2 separate regions of the Hordeum vulgare genome follow, and region 1 is linked to region 2. A link is a contact called in public Hi-C data. All regions are on one chromosome and are shown on one strand. The core of a region is the stretch at or near the end of the contact, and the rest is flanking DNA. Distances in the headings are between cores, read along the strand shown.

What was found. Hi-C and Micro-C count contacts between places; a contact is called where the count stands out from the background.
Region 1: a Hi-C map of leaf shows a contact between it and region 2, with 5 times the contacts expected there. The contact joins two enhancer-like sites. A contact is called at or near these places in 2 of 6 Hi-C or Micro-C datasets (leaf and seedling).

The regions. Positions count from the first base shown.
Region 1 is chr7H:621,685,556-621,691,791 of MorexV3_pseudomolecules_assembly, reverse strand. No RefSeq gene overlaps it. Among protein-coding and RNA genes, the nearest start is that of LOC123409912, 13 kb to the left of the region's middle. Within about 2 kb of position 2,226, at least 1 of the 3 cell types and tissues checked has open chromatin away from gene starts, as enhancers often do. A contact at or near this core is called in leaf, where this site is marked.
Region 2 is chr7H:621,573,798-621,580,466 of MorexV3_pseudomolecules_assembly, reverse strand. No RefSeq gene overlaps it. Among protein-coding and RNA genes, the nearest start is that of LOC123410328, 5.0 kb to the left of the region's middle. Within about 2 kb of position 3,631, at least 1 of the 3 cell types and tissues checked has open chromatin away from gene starts, as enhancers often do. A contact at or near this core is called in leaf, where this site is marked.

The DNA.
Region 1 (6,236 bases), core at 977-3,476, 110 kb before region 2:
GTGCTATTGTGTTCTGTCTTTTGGAAGGTTTCAAAGTGTTTCAATTTTACTCTATCGGTTTCACTGATATTATTTTTGTTTTATTTTTTGTTCTAATCAATTTTTTTGTCTTATTTTCCAATTTGTATGCGTCATTTTTTGAGGATCAAGTTGGTCCTTGCCAATAAAGATATGAAGACTACTTTATGGTCTAACATTATTACCAATAAATTATCCTATTATGCTTCGTATTGTAATCCCTAAGGAAAAATAGCTCCATGAGTAAAATCGTGTGTCATGATGAACCCTGCAATATATTGGTGATGAGTATACAAAGTAACTGGAGTGGTAAAGCCTTGTGCTTTTTCATACGACCGGGGTTGCTCGAGTACTGGGCACGGCTCCGCTATGAGCTACTGATGAAGCTAGCGTAGAAAACACTCTATTAGTGTACAGTCATGGTGTAAATACGTCTTGTGCTTTAGCCCAAATAAGGCCCAAGAAACTTTTGCTTTAACCAGTTGAATAAAATATGTTTTTCGGTAGCTTAGACATGCGCGTAAAGAGAAATTGCCATGGAAGTGAACCGAGGACCCGAGAGCAGAGCACATATATGTGTCGTCTTACTCTTGTGCCATTGTCTTATGGTTTTAGGAAGGTTCTAGAACATTTCTGCCGGGACTTAAAAAATAAATCTCAAACAATATTTGATGTATTTATTATTTTTCCATATTTAGTTCATGAAAAAAAATTCATGGGAGTACTTTATTTTTTGGAATATTTATATAAATTCATTATAAATACTAGAACCTTTCAAATTATTCACAAAATTTTCAAATTCTGGATGTTTTTAAATTGATGAACAATTGTTTTAATTTGTAAAAAAATTCTTTAATAAAAGTGGGAATGTTTTTTAAAAATTCTAGAACATTTTCAAGTTACCTAACACATTTAAAATTCCAGAATATTGTTTAAAATCATAATTTTTTATAACTCTTTCAAAAACTGCAAACATTTCTTCAAATCTTGTGTAAAAAATGTCTTATATTTTAACACAGTGAGAATAATTTTTCTAAATGGTAATAGTTTTTCAAATTCTTTAATACTTTTTACATTCATGGACCTTTGGTGTCCTGGCAGCACGTGAAGTGGTGCGTCCAATAGTGGCCACGTGTTGCATTCTGGGTGCTCTATTTGGATTTCCATTTTTTTTATCTATAGTACATGTTTTAGGGTTTTAGATAGGTGTGGAGGGGAGGGGCGAAGGGTCGTGTTATCGGTTCCGCCTGGTTTTCTGTAGGTTTTAGAGACAAAAAAAAGGTTCTAGTTTTTTCTGCATCGAGTCACAGATTTGGTTCCATGAGAAACACATATGTGATTGTCAATAGGGGAAAAACTATGTGCTTCCATGAGAAGCACACATTTGTTTCTCATGGAGTCATAGCTATGCTTGAATGAACTGTTCTTCTTGAAATAAAATGTGCTTCTCAACAAGAGAAAATGTATGTGCTTTGATGAGATGCACATATTTGATTCTTGTGGAAGCATAAATTTGCTTCGGTAAGAAGCATGGTTGTGATTCTAAAAAAAATATGTGCTTCCACAAGAAGAAGATATTTTCTTCTTGTGGAGCCATAAATTTGCTTCCGTTAGAAGCAAGGTTGTGCTTCTAAAAAAAATGTGCCTCCACAAGAAGCAGATATTTTCTTCTCATGGAGGCACAAATTTGCTTCCGCGTGGAGCACAGTTGTGCTTATCAAAAGAAAAGAAAAAGTGGGGAAAACTGTGTTTCCATCTTCTGTTTTTTTTCTTCATTCCTTTTCTGGTTACGAGTTATTTTGGTTTTCACCTTTTCTTATTTTTATTGCTTTTATGGTTTTTGGGTCCCTTCTTCAGTTTTTTTCCTTTTTTCGTGTAAAAACTGGTCAAAAGCTATGAACATGGGATGTAGTCTAAAAGATCTCGACGCGGAAAATTCATCGAAGAAAAAAGTTCAGGATTCGAACTTATGGTTCAATAGATAAAACATTTTGAATAAATAAATTTATGTAGAAAGGAGAAGAATCATAGGTTGCTATGTAGAAGTGAAACACATGCAATGTGCCACTTGCGAGTGTTTATGAAGGTGAGAATGACGTGTGCAACTGATAACTTTTTATTAGTGATTTCGCGCTATAGGATCCCGATACAACGGTGCTACAAAGGCCAGAACAAGCAGGATAGGCTTATTGAGTTTTAAAATAAACGACGTCGATGTCGTTGGGCCAGTCCATGCTGGAAATATGTAATTAGTCGTCCTTGGTCCTTCATAGTGTTGACGATCGACCCATGCCGCCTGAACCACTTCCATTAAGTGCGAGAAACCAGCCCATACTAACAGCTAGGGATTATCTAAAAGAAACATGAGAAATATTGTTAAATACACGATAAATATTTTATTAAGACACAATGAATATTTATTTAAATAAATAATTAATATTATCAAAATTATTGATGATTTCTCTTTATACATTTTTAAAATTTAGTATTCTCTCTGATCCAAATTAATTGTGCATCCTTAGTACAACTATGTACTCAAGCTTCGACAATTAATATAGATCAGAGGGATTACATTTTTTCATATATATGTATTTCAGAATATTTAAAATCTATATCAAAATGAAAAAAGATGAGCCATATATTTTTCTTATATATGTATTTCAGAATATTTAAAATATATACCAAAAGGAAAAACGATGAAACCCAACGGTAAAAGAAATCAGCAAACCATAGTAAGCCGGCACCAACTAGCTATCAGATACCCATAATCGGCTAGACCACAGCGCATGACGCGAGCAAGCGATCGCTCCATGCTGCTCACGGCAGACAATGCTATGTATACACTCCCTCCGTCTCAAAATAAATGTCGTTAATTTAATATTAAGTTAGTGTAAATTTAGTATTAAATCAACGGCATTTATTTTGGGACGAACAGAGGAGGCCTCCTATGCACCAGTCATTGCGGCGAACTGCCGAGCGGATGCACAGGGGGTTCGCCAGGCTGGGCCGGTCCAGTTTTTTGTTTGTCTAAAGAAAATCTGATATTTTCCTTTTTTGTTCTTTTTTTGTTCCTTTTTCCTTTTCTGTTTATTTCCTATCTTTTTATTATTTTTTGGTTCTTTTTTATTTCCTTTTCCTTCTATTTTCAAATTTGAAGCAAAAACATTTTTCGAATTTAAAGAAAATTTTCTAAAAATCCAGAACATTGTTTAAATTTATGAAGGTTTGAAAAATGACAACTGTACGAAATTTGGAACATTTTTTAAAATCAAGAAAAGTTTTCAAAATTTCAGAACAATTTTTGAACACTAAACTAGATTATAAATTGTACAAATTTTTGATATTTTAATTTGTTTTGAAATACCGAAGATTTCTCATAAAATAACGAACATTTTCTAAAAATACCGAAAACTTTTTGAAGTTATGATTTTTTTTAAAAACGACAACTATTTTCAATTTACAACATATTATTTTTTAAATAGTATTTTTTGCGAATTTGAAAAACAATTTTCTAAAATCCAGAATATTTTTTGGAAATCCAGAACAGATTTGCACTTATGAACAAAGTTTGAAGAATGGAAATTGTTTGAAATTTGGAACATTTTTAAAAGCAAGGACATTTGTCGAAATTTAAGAAAAAAATCGAATACAAACTTAGTTTAAAATTTAAACAGAATTTTTATATTTGGTAGATTGTTTGAAAATACCGAACATTCTCTTAAAACACCGAACATTTTTTTGAAAGTCCCGAATATTTTTTATGTTATGAATGTTTTTTTTAAAAGCAACTATTTGAAATTCAGAACATTTTGGAAAAAAGCAAAAAACATTTTTGAGTTTGAAGAATAATTTTTAAAAATCCAAAACATTTTTTGAAACAGAAACAGAAATGAAAAAAAGGAAACGGAAAATAAACCGGATCAAGGACCTTCTAAAACAAGAAAATCCTTCTGGAGATGTTTCGCTTGAATGGACTGGTCCAGTTAAAACGATCGCTCGATTTTCCCTATGCGGAGCCTCGACACCAAGATCACTAAGTCTATGTAAATCTTTTCATGTGCATTTATTCTCACTCTCTCACATGGAATGCAACCTAGAGAGGAGGTGCCTGGTACGGCCGACAAATGCTACAGCCCATCCAGAGCCTATAGATATTCATGTTGGGAACCAGAGGAATTCTATAGCTCCCGCGATCACGAGGACAAAGATGCGAGCAGGAGCAACACATGCCATATGTCCAATTATTTATTTAATCGTGGAACACGATCACCATATCGTTTACTCCCTCCGTCCCAAAATAAGTGTCTCAACTTTGTAATTAGCTCTAATATAAAGTTGTACTAAGCTTGAGACAGTTATTTTGGGACGGAGAGAGTATTATTTTATAGATCAACTGAAAACTCAAGCCACATGTGGGCTAGTCTTGGCTACGGGACACTGGACACAATAGCAGGCACCGGAAAGAAGACGTCCACCACGACACAGGCCGCCCGTGTATGACTCCAGGAGACATTCTGCTGCGCAGACAACGAGGAAGCACGGCCCTTCGTTTATCCTCACTTCCACACAGCCTTTTGGAAGCGGCTGGGTCAATGGAGCCCGAGGATGAGGCAAATGACCAGTCACTGGAAGTGGATTTGGATTACCCTTTGGAGAAGTTTGAGGAGAAGGAGCCAGATGACTGCTCTCCTGACCAGGAGGAGGCGCCACGAGACCGCCGCCACCTGCATCCAAATGGTGTTCTCCTTTCATTGGGCTTGTTGTTCAAACCGAATACAAAATTAACAAGGCAAATACAGAATAATTAGGACGATAGAACGATCAAACTTATGTTTGATTCTCGTTCTCTAGGCCTTGTCATACGTATTTGATAACCCATTCGATCGGTGTCAGATGTACACTATGAAGTCATCTATAATACTAGTTTATGATACCATGCACTATGAAGGTAGATACCGTAACATATTTAGTATGTGTCATGCATGTCAATAAATGAGGTCATCTATAATACTAGTTTATGATACTATGCACTATAAAGGTAGTATCATACAATAGTATCATATACATGATACTACTATATGATACTCCCCACTATGACCAGCCTTAAGCAATATCATATGCATTTAATATATGTCTTATATATAGCTCCAATGCATTCCATCTTATTGTTGTATTGAAAACATCTCTCATTTAATGTGTGTTGTGAAAGAAAGTAGGACTTTTGTTGGTTTTGGTGCTGATAAACTTTGAATTTAATCACTAATTTTCTACTGAACTTTTTGCTAGTACATAATTTTCCACCCTGAATGGATTTTAGTTATTATTTTTTTCTATCAACATATATGGATTTTCTATAATAAATAGAGGGACGTCATGCATTTATTCAAAGGCTTTAATTCATTAAGCATAGAGCCCTCCAGGCCCCCATAGTACATGTTGGGAAAACTTTATATCCTTAGGGTATCTTTATGCTTAATTTATGTTGTTCAATAGAGTAGAGAAATTTTTTTGCATCCATTACACAATCTAAAAACATATGTATAACGGAAATTTGTGAAGAATGAACCAACAATATATAATTCAACCCCAATTGAAAAAACAAGCTTCAGGAGCCTACCTATCATTATGTTCACCATCACATTCAAACATGCTCTGACAACTGAACATGGAGGTCAACCTTGATTTAACTAACAATGTTATAGCTTTTTGTTATAATGAAAGGCAACACTTTTGCACTCTTTTGCACATAATGGAAAGGTTACCATTAATAAACTCCTAAATGAACAACAACATGGATTTTTTTTTTAGAAAAGGAGGATATACCCCCGGCCTCTGCATCTAGACGATGCATACAGTCATTTTATTAATTATTCACAGAGACCATACAAAGTAATACATCAGTCAGCCTGAAGCCACCATCTAGACAACACACGTTGCTACTCCTATTCCTTGATGAAGGTGTGCTGAATATCCGGGCCAAATACCAAATAGATATCGCACCAAATCCTAACATCTATAGTCTGATGCTCCAGCCCAACCACCACTGAGACTGGATCCCAAACTGGTCCGGCGCAGAGGCCGCCTCCACCATCTACCACCGTACCCTCTCCAGAGCTAGAACAAACGCATCATCCTTGCAAGGTCTGCCGTCGACGCCACCACGGTGCCAGACAGCGCCACCATCCTGCACGTGTCCGCCTACACGTGCCTGTCGACGA
Region 2 (6,669 bases), core at 2,382-4,881:
CTCCCATGTGAAAATAGTTAGCATTGTCATCTTCGAACGTAAACATCATGGCTGATGTATAAAAAGTTCCTTCCCCACAAAAAGAAAAGTGGGGATTTTTTCTAACATAGTATAGAGACAAATGCTGATACATACACACATACACTTCAGCCTGGGCATTTGGGTGCCCTAACGCGCTACCCGAACCCCAACCGACCCCAATTAGCCGAATTGTCGGGTAATTCGGTTTAGGGTTACGGTTCGGTTCTCGTTTCCTGTCTATTTGATTTTCGGGTTAGGGTTCAGGTTCCAGTCTGAAAAATCCTTAATACCCATACTATCCAAATTATTCATATTAACCAAATTATTAATGCTATTAGTACACTAACATGTTACCCATACTATCCAAAATATCCATACTACCCAAATTATTTATACCAAAATTTGATGTGTGCTCCGAATATTTTAAGTTTTGTGGGTACCCGAATTACCTGAACTAAAATTTTGGGTAATTTGGGTCCAGGTACTTTTTTGACAGAAAAAATTCCGGTTCCATTTTTGAGTACGCGAATTACCCATAAACCGAACTATCCGAATCAAAATAACCAAAATACCCGACAGTCGAGGCTGGCATACACTCATACTTATGAATGCACACATGCACACTCTATTCCTGTGAGCACCTACAAGAGACTGATCTGTCACATCATCTTAAGATTGACGAAGTCATCATAGACGTCTTTATAGTCGACAAGAACGTCTTCTCTCATTAAACGGGCATCGTCGGAACGCGTGGAATATATACAAGAAAATACGAACACTAATGTCAAGTCGAGGACTTTAAGAGCAACTCTAGCATACCCCGCATAATGTTGGCCCGCAAAACTCGTTTGCAGTTCGCACAAAACCACTTTTGCGGGTCGGCGCGGGCTGGCACAGAAGCAGACCCCCCAAACAGATCCGTAAAAAGTATATTCGAGGGATATGCTTTTTTACGGATCGGCGTCTGCGGGTTCTGCTCGGGCTCCACCGCGACAACCCGCAAACAGAAAACTGCAAATCTCGCATTTGACATAGGGTTTGGTAAACAAGTACAAATTCAAACGAAATAAACAGTTTGCGTGCAAATAAAAGCGAAGTTCATTACGCAAAAGAGGGCATGCAAAGGTTTGCGCCAATGTCCGGCATCATCTTGGGGTCCGATCTTCACTATGTGCCATGGAATCCATATTGAAGTTCATCGGCACCACCGAATCCACATCCGTCGGTTGGAACGCTTGTTCCAACTCCCGCACCAAAATCATCTACATTGGCACCATATGGCGCAGAGAAAACATCACCGGAACTGGAACACGGACCGGTCGAGGCAACCATTCTCCTCTTCAAGATCCCTCTACTTGCCATATCAGGCCATGTTTTGGTGAGGTCGTCCATGTCATTGCGGTTCATTTACATGATCTTGTTCTCCTCGGCGAGCAACAATGACATCAATTTGGTTTCAAAGGTGCGTGCTTTTCTCTCCTCAATGGCAGCTTTGCGGAGCCCCTCTTCCTTGAGCATTTTCCATTTTTCTTGCTTCTCTTTTGCCTTCTTCTCGGCTAACTCTTTCTTGATCTCCAACGACTTCAACAACATCAACTCGTTTGATTGCACCATGGCATCAATCTTCTCCCTCGAGCTCGCTGCTTCTTGCTCTCTCTTCATCTTCTCTTTAGTCTTCTTGTCGCCATCGGGCTTGTGCAAATTTCTTGGGCCATCATCATCCTTATCTTCATCCATGTTTACAAGTGAGCCTCTCTTTAGTGGGGATCTCTGTCGATCAACTTCCACGTGTCGCACTTTTGGAGCAACTCCCAACAATGCTCTAATTTGAAGAATTTGCCTTCCGAAGCTTCCATGTCCTTGTATCTATGTTGAGCAATCTTGTCCTACAAAATATGAACAAAATGATGCAATCATTTCCCATGATACATTATGATGATAAACAAATTGAACAAAGGAAAAACAAACTCACATAGTCGGACTCCACAGTTGCAACTTGGAGGTGCATTGCGTACTTGCTCCAAGCTAGCTGCCCAACGGCTGCACATAGGTTGATATTCTCCCAACGCCCTTGAAGTGACCGAAATATGCGTGCAGTCCTATTAGGATACATTTTCATAATGCGGAAAGTATTGATCTTCAATCCTTTGCCAATATCCCTTGGCGGTTTGAGAAACACCCGTGCATGCATCAAGAGACACCGCACTCCATGCTTGGATCAAAGCTTGCTCTTCCAAGATCGTGTAGTCCTTCGATCTTTGGCTTTTCCCACCCCTTGCTTGCGATTGCTCAAACGCTTCCGCTTCGATCTCCTCCAATTCGTCCGCAACACCATGATCATCCACGCCACCGTCCGTTTCATTGTAGTTGAATGGTTCAAAAGAGGCTTGATCAATGTCAACCGCGTTCGTGTCCAACATGTTCATGAACTCATTTGTTGCATTGTTCGAACCACTTCTATAGCGAACGATGACAAGTCACGAGCTATCAAGACTAATGGCGAAAAATGAAAAGGAATCGCCAAGACCAAAGAGGCATACCTTCCGGCCATTTTGTCGAACACCTCGGCCGCGGGGGGAGCGGAATTGTTCAACGGCATCGCCGGAGCACCTCCTTTGCGGGGGGGGGGGGTGAAGTCAGAGGTTGAATAAGGTGGTTTCCTTAAAGCCGGAACCTTCCTCGCTTTACGGTCGTGGCCTTGCCGGCCTTCTACGCCGCCGGCCGGAATCGCACTGCGGCGTTGGCGCCCGGAGCGCGGACCGTCGCGGCGGGTGCAGCCGGGTTCCCGCCCTGCACGACCACGGTGCCCTGCCTCTTTCAGGAAGGCGCAGCGTGTGTTTGGGCACGGCGGCGGGGGCAATATGGCCGACGACGAGATCCACACGAGGGGAAGGAGCATGCGCGACCTCGACGGTGACGGAGGACAGCATGGGGTCCTCCATGGCGGCGAGGAACGGTCGGGGAGGAGGAACCGGAGCTTGCGGAGGGGTGGCAATGGTGGCGGAGGGTGCGGGGAACGGGGAAAGGGCGCGCTGAAATGTCCCTCCCGCCAAATCTCGCGTCGGATAGGGGTTGAGCTCGGGTCGGCCTCCCAGCCCGTGAAGATGGAGGTTGAGGAGAAGATTTGTCGCGTCCCGCAAAAAATAATGCGGGTCGGCGCGGGATGCGGGTCTGCTCGTGCGGATTTTCCAGCCCCGACCCGCAATTTGACAGTTATTTTGCGGGTCGGGACGGGACGCAGGGTCTGCTAGAGTTGCTCTAACTCTTATAGACAAGGGATACCATTGTCTTCTAATGATTCAACATTAGAGGCTAGTTTTTTTGCTGACTTTTAGAATAAGCTTAAATAAGCTACTCCCTACACAACTTATTTTAAAAGCCCAATTCAAATTATTTTTTAAAAGCCTATTAATTATGTAGGTTTCTAAAAAATAATTTAAATTAGGCTTTTAGAATAAGCTGGGTAGACGTAGCTTATTCTAAAAGCCAAAAAAGCTAGTATAAAAAAACTGGCCTAGATTGGTTCACAATTATGTAGAGATGGCGTAAGTCACTTTAACCACCAAACATATCTCCATCCGGGTCCCACTGGCATACTATTAATCTCACACGCTGCCGTCTTTTCTGGAAAAAGTCAGTTTGACCACTAGAAAAATCTATATACGGGTCCCACCGACACATAACTTATCTTGCACACGACAAATTTTCGTGAAAAAAAGTCAGTTTGACCACCAGAAATATCTCCATCTGGGTCCCACCGGAACACCACTTATCTCGCACGATGGCTTCTTTTTGTGAAACGTCTTGCATTGATTTTTTGACTTTTTTCACTACCTTCTATAAATATAATAAAAATAGATAAATAAGTATTAGTTAATATAATGTTTAAGAGTAGGTAAGTTAATAAAATAATCCGTTAACTAAAATAGATAAAATATCCTAAAGCAGTGTATGACAGCTGGGTCCCACCCCACTAATTAACTTGATTAAATATTTATTTAACTTTAATACTATATGTGCCTACGACACAGGGACCCACTGATCATATTTAGCCAATCAAACCATGTTGACTGATGATGTCATGCTGACATCACAACCGATGTCATATTTAATTATCTATTATAATCAAATCTGTTAATACCTAAATATTAATAAAAACTTTGAAAAATGATATAATATAAATCATAAGTCAGATGAAAATATTTTGAACATGAACGTTCATCTGCAAAACGAGATGAGTCCGGATACACTATCCGTTCGTGTGTCACGCGTCCCTTGCATAGAAAACGTGAAACTTTTTCATCGTTTTCATCTGACCGTTAGTAGCCAGAGACACGGGAAATATCATCCGATATTTTCCTCACCCATCTACGACGGATAGCACTGCGTTAGCTCATACCTAACCCTGCTTTGACATGTCATGCTTAATGTTTGTATCGGTGCTATATTTATTGTTTCTTCTCCCCTCTTCTTACCGGTCCCGAGACTGACGCTGCTGCCAGGTACATCTACCCTCCTGATGACCAACCCTTTGCCGCAGAGCAACAAGGCAAGCAAACCCCCCTTGATCATTCCTATATTGTCCATTTCTTTCTCCATCATGCTTGCATTAGAATTTTGCTACTGTTGTAGTTAGCTCCTATATCTGATGCATAGCCTGTTTTTGATGAACTGCTACTTTCAGTACTGCACCTTAAAACTGTTTAGTATAGGTGGAGCAGTCTTCCCCTCTGACCCCTTAGTCCAGTCGCCCCGCTTTATTGTCGAGTCTCGATCCCTGATCGATGAGCCAAGACCCGACACAGCACTTACACCCTCCCTTAGTTGTACGACCCTAGAGAGCTACTATCGGGTACCGAGGGTGACACCTCGCGAAGTACTCATGATGATATCTCTGTAGTGCAGCTAGTCGGTCGTGGTTATCGAGGGTGATTCCTCCTTCACCACTCCCGACTACGACTCTGTCGTGCAACCCCTCAAGTGTGAGACCCTCGAGGGTGATTCCTCTAAGTCCACCTTGACGGTTCCATCGTTCGGGATCCAAGGAGGATGATGCCTCGGATCCCCCTGATGTTACAACCACACAGTTACTTGACCATGTTACTAGGAACATTGCTGAATAAATGTTAGGCGGGTCGATTCCCGCGTGGATGTGCCGTTTAGTTATTTAAAATGTTAATGGATTTGGGAATTTGACCTGGGTTGGTCGGAGACCTTTTTGCACTTACCGGCTACGCGGAAGAAGTTATGGGTACTCGACGTCGTGGTATCAACCGAAGTTCTTCAAACGTCAGCAATGGAGCGGCGCGCGCCGAGTGGTCCTGAGATGCATCACGATTGTACTAAGGGGTGCTAGGACTGACATCGGCCGCCCACGCATCATGCAGGAGCGCAGAGGAAAAGTGGCCCCACGAATCCTTTGTGCTTAGGATTTAGACCGGCGGGCTAGCCTTTCTGTTGAGTCTAGGTGGGGCTGCGACGTGTCGATATTCCGAGGCCAGGCATGACCCAAAAAAGTGTGTCCAGCCAGAGTGTTATCGAGCGTTACGGGAAACTTGGTGCACCCCTGCAGGGATGAAAATTAACTTTTCGGATAGTCGTGTCCACGGTTATAGGACGACTTGGAGTTGTGCCCTGATCTTATACAACTATAACTGTTACTTAACTGGAATGTTTGCCCTGAGATTGCTTCCTCGCAGGGAGTCGAGGGAGAATCTCTGGGTGTGACCTCAATTTAATATTGTTGCAACAATATGATTATTATTTGTGTTACGTGTTCTACTCTCGTCTATTGCTGAAAGACCCCTAAAGATGCTAGTCTTCGATAGGACTGGGCCTTCCCTCTCTTTTCGCATTGTTGCAGTCAGTCCACATATAACCTCTTTCCTTGATACTGATGCATACTTAGCATAGTTTTGATGTCAGTCTTCCGAGTACTTTGGGAGTACTCACCGTTGCTTTTGCTCCCCCTTTGTCCCCTTGATCCGTTGCTGCGACGAGATGATGGAGCCCAGGAGATGGAGTATCGCGCTGAAGACGAGGAGTAGTTAGGAGGCTACCAGGCAGGAGGCCTCGCCTCGTTTGATCGTTGTATCTTTTATGCTAGCCTTCTCTAAGGCACCCCGTGTTTAATGTATGTACTCAGATATTTGTTGCTTTCAATGACTCGTGTGTTTATCGAGCTTCTGTATTCTAGCCCTCGAGGCCCCTGGCTTGTAATATGAAGCTTGTATTGTTTTATTTGTGTCTAGAGTCGTGTTGTGATATTTTCCCGTGAGTCCTTAAGTTAGATCGTATGCATTTGCGTATATGATTAGCGTATGATTAAATCGAGGGCGTCACACAAAGCTAACCGAAGGAAAAACTAAGATATGTGTTGCTCCTGGAAGTGCAGGCGCCCAATACTGCAAACGCGCGATAAGAGGCTTAGCCGCTTTAATTATTTGTTATTATATACTAGCAAATATGCATGTGCATCGCAAAGGATGAAAACAGTCCCACACACCTTTACTCATTCCCTGCAAGGCTAAAGACATCACGAATACCTCATCCTCATCTCCATATCCTAAAACAATAGACATTCGCTTGTCTTCTTTGTCGTCCTTATCGTCGATGGTCGTAGTATGAGTTGTCACTAATCAAGATTGG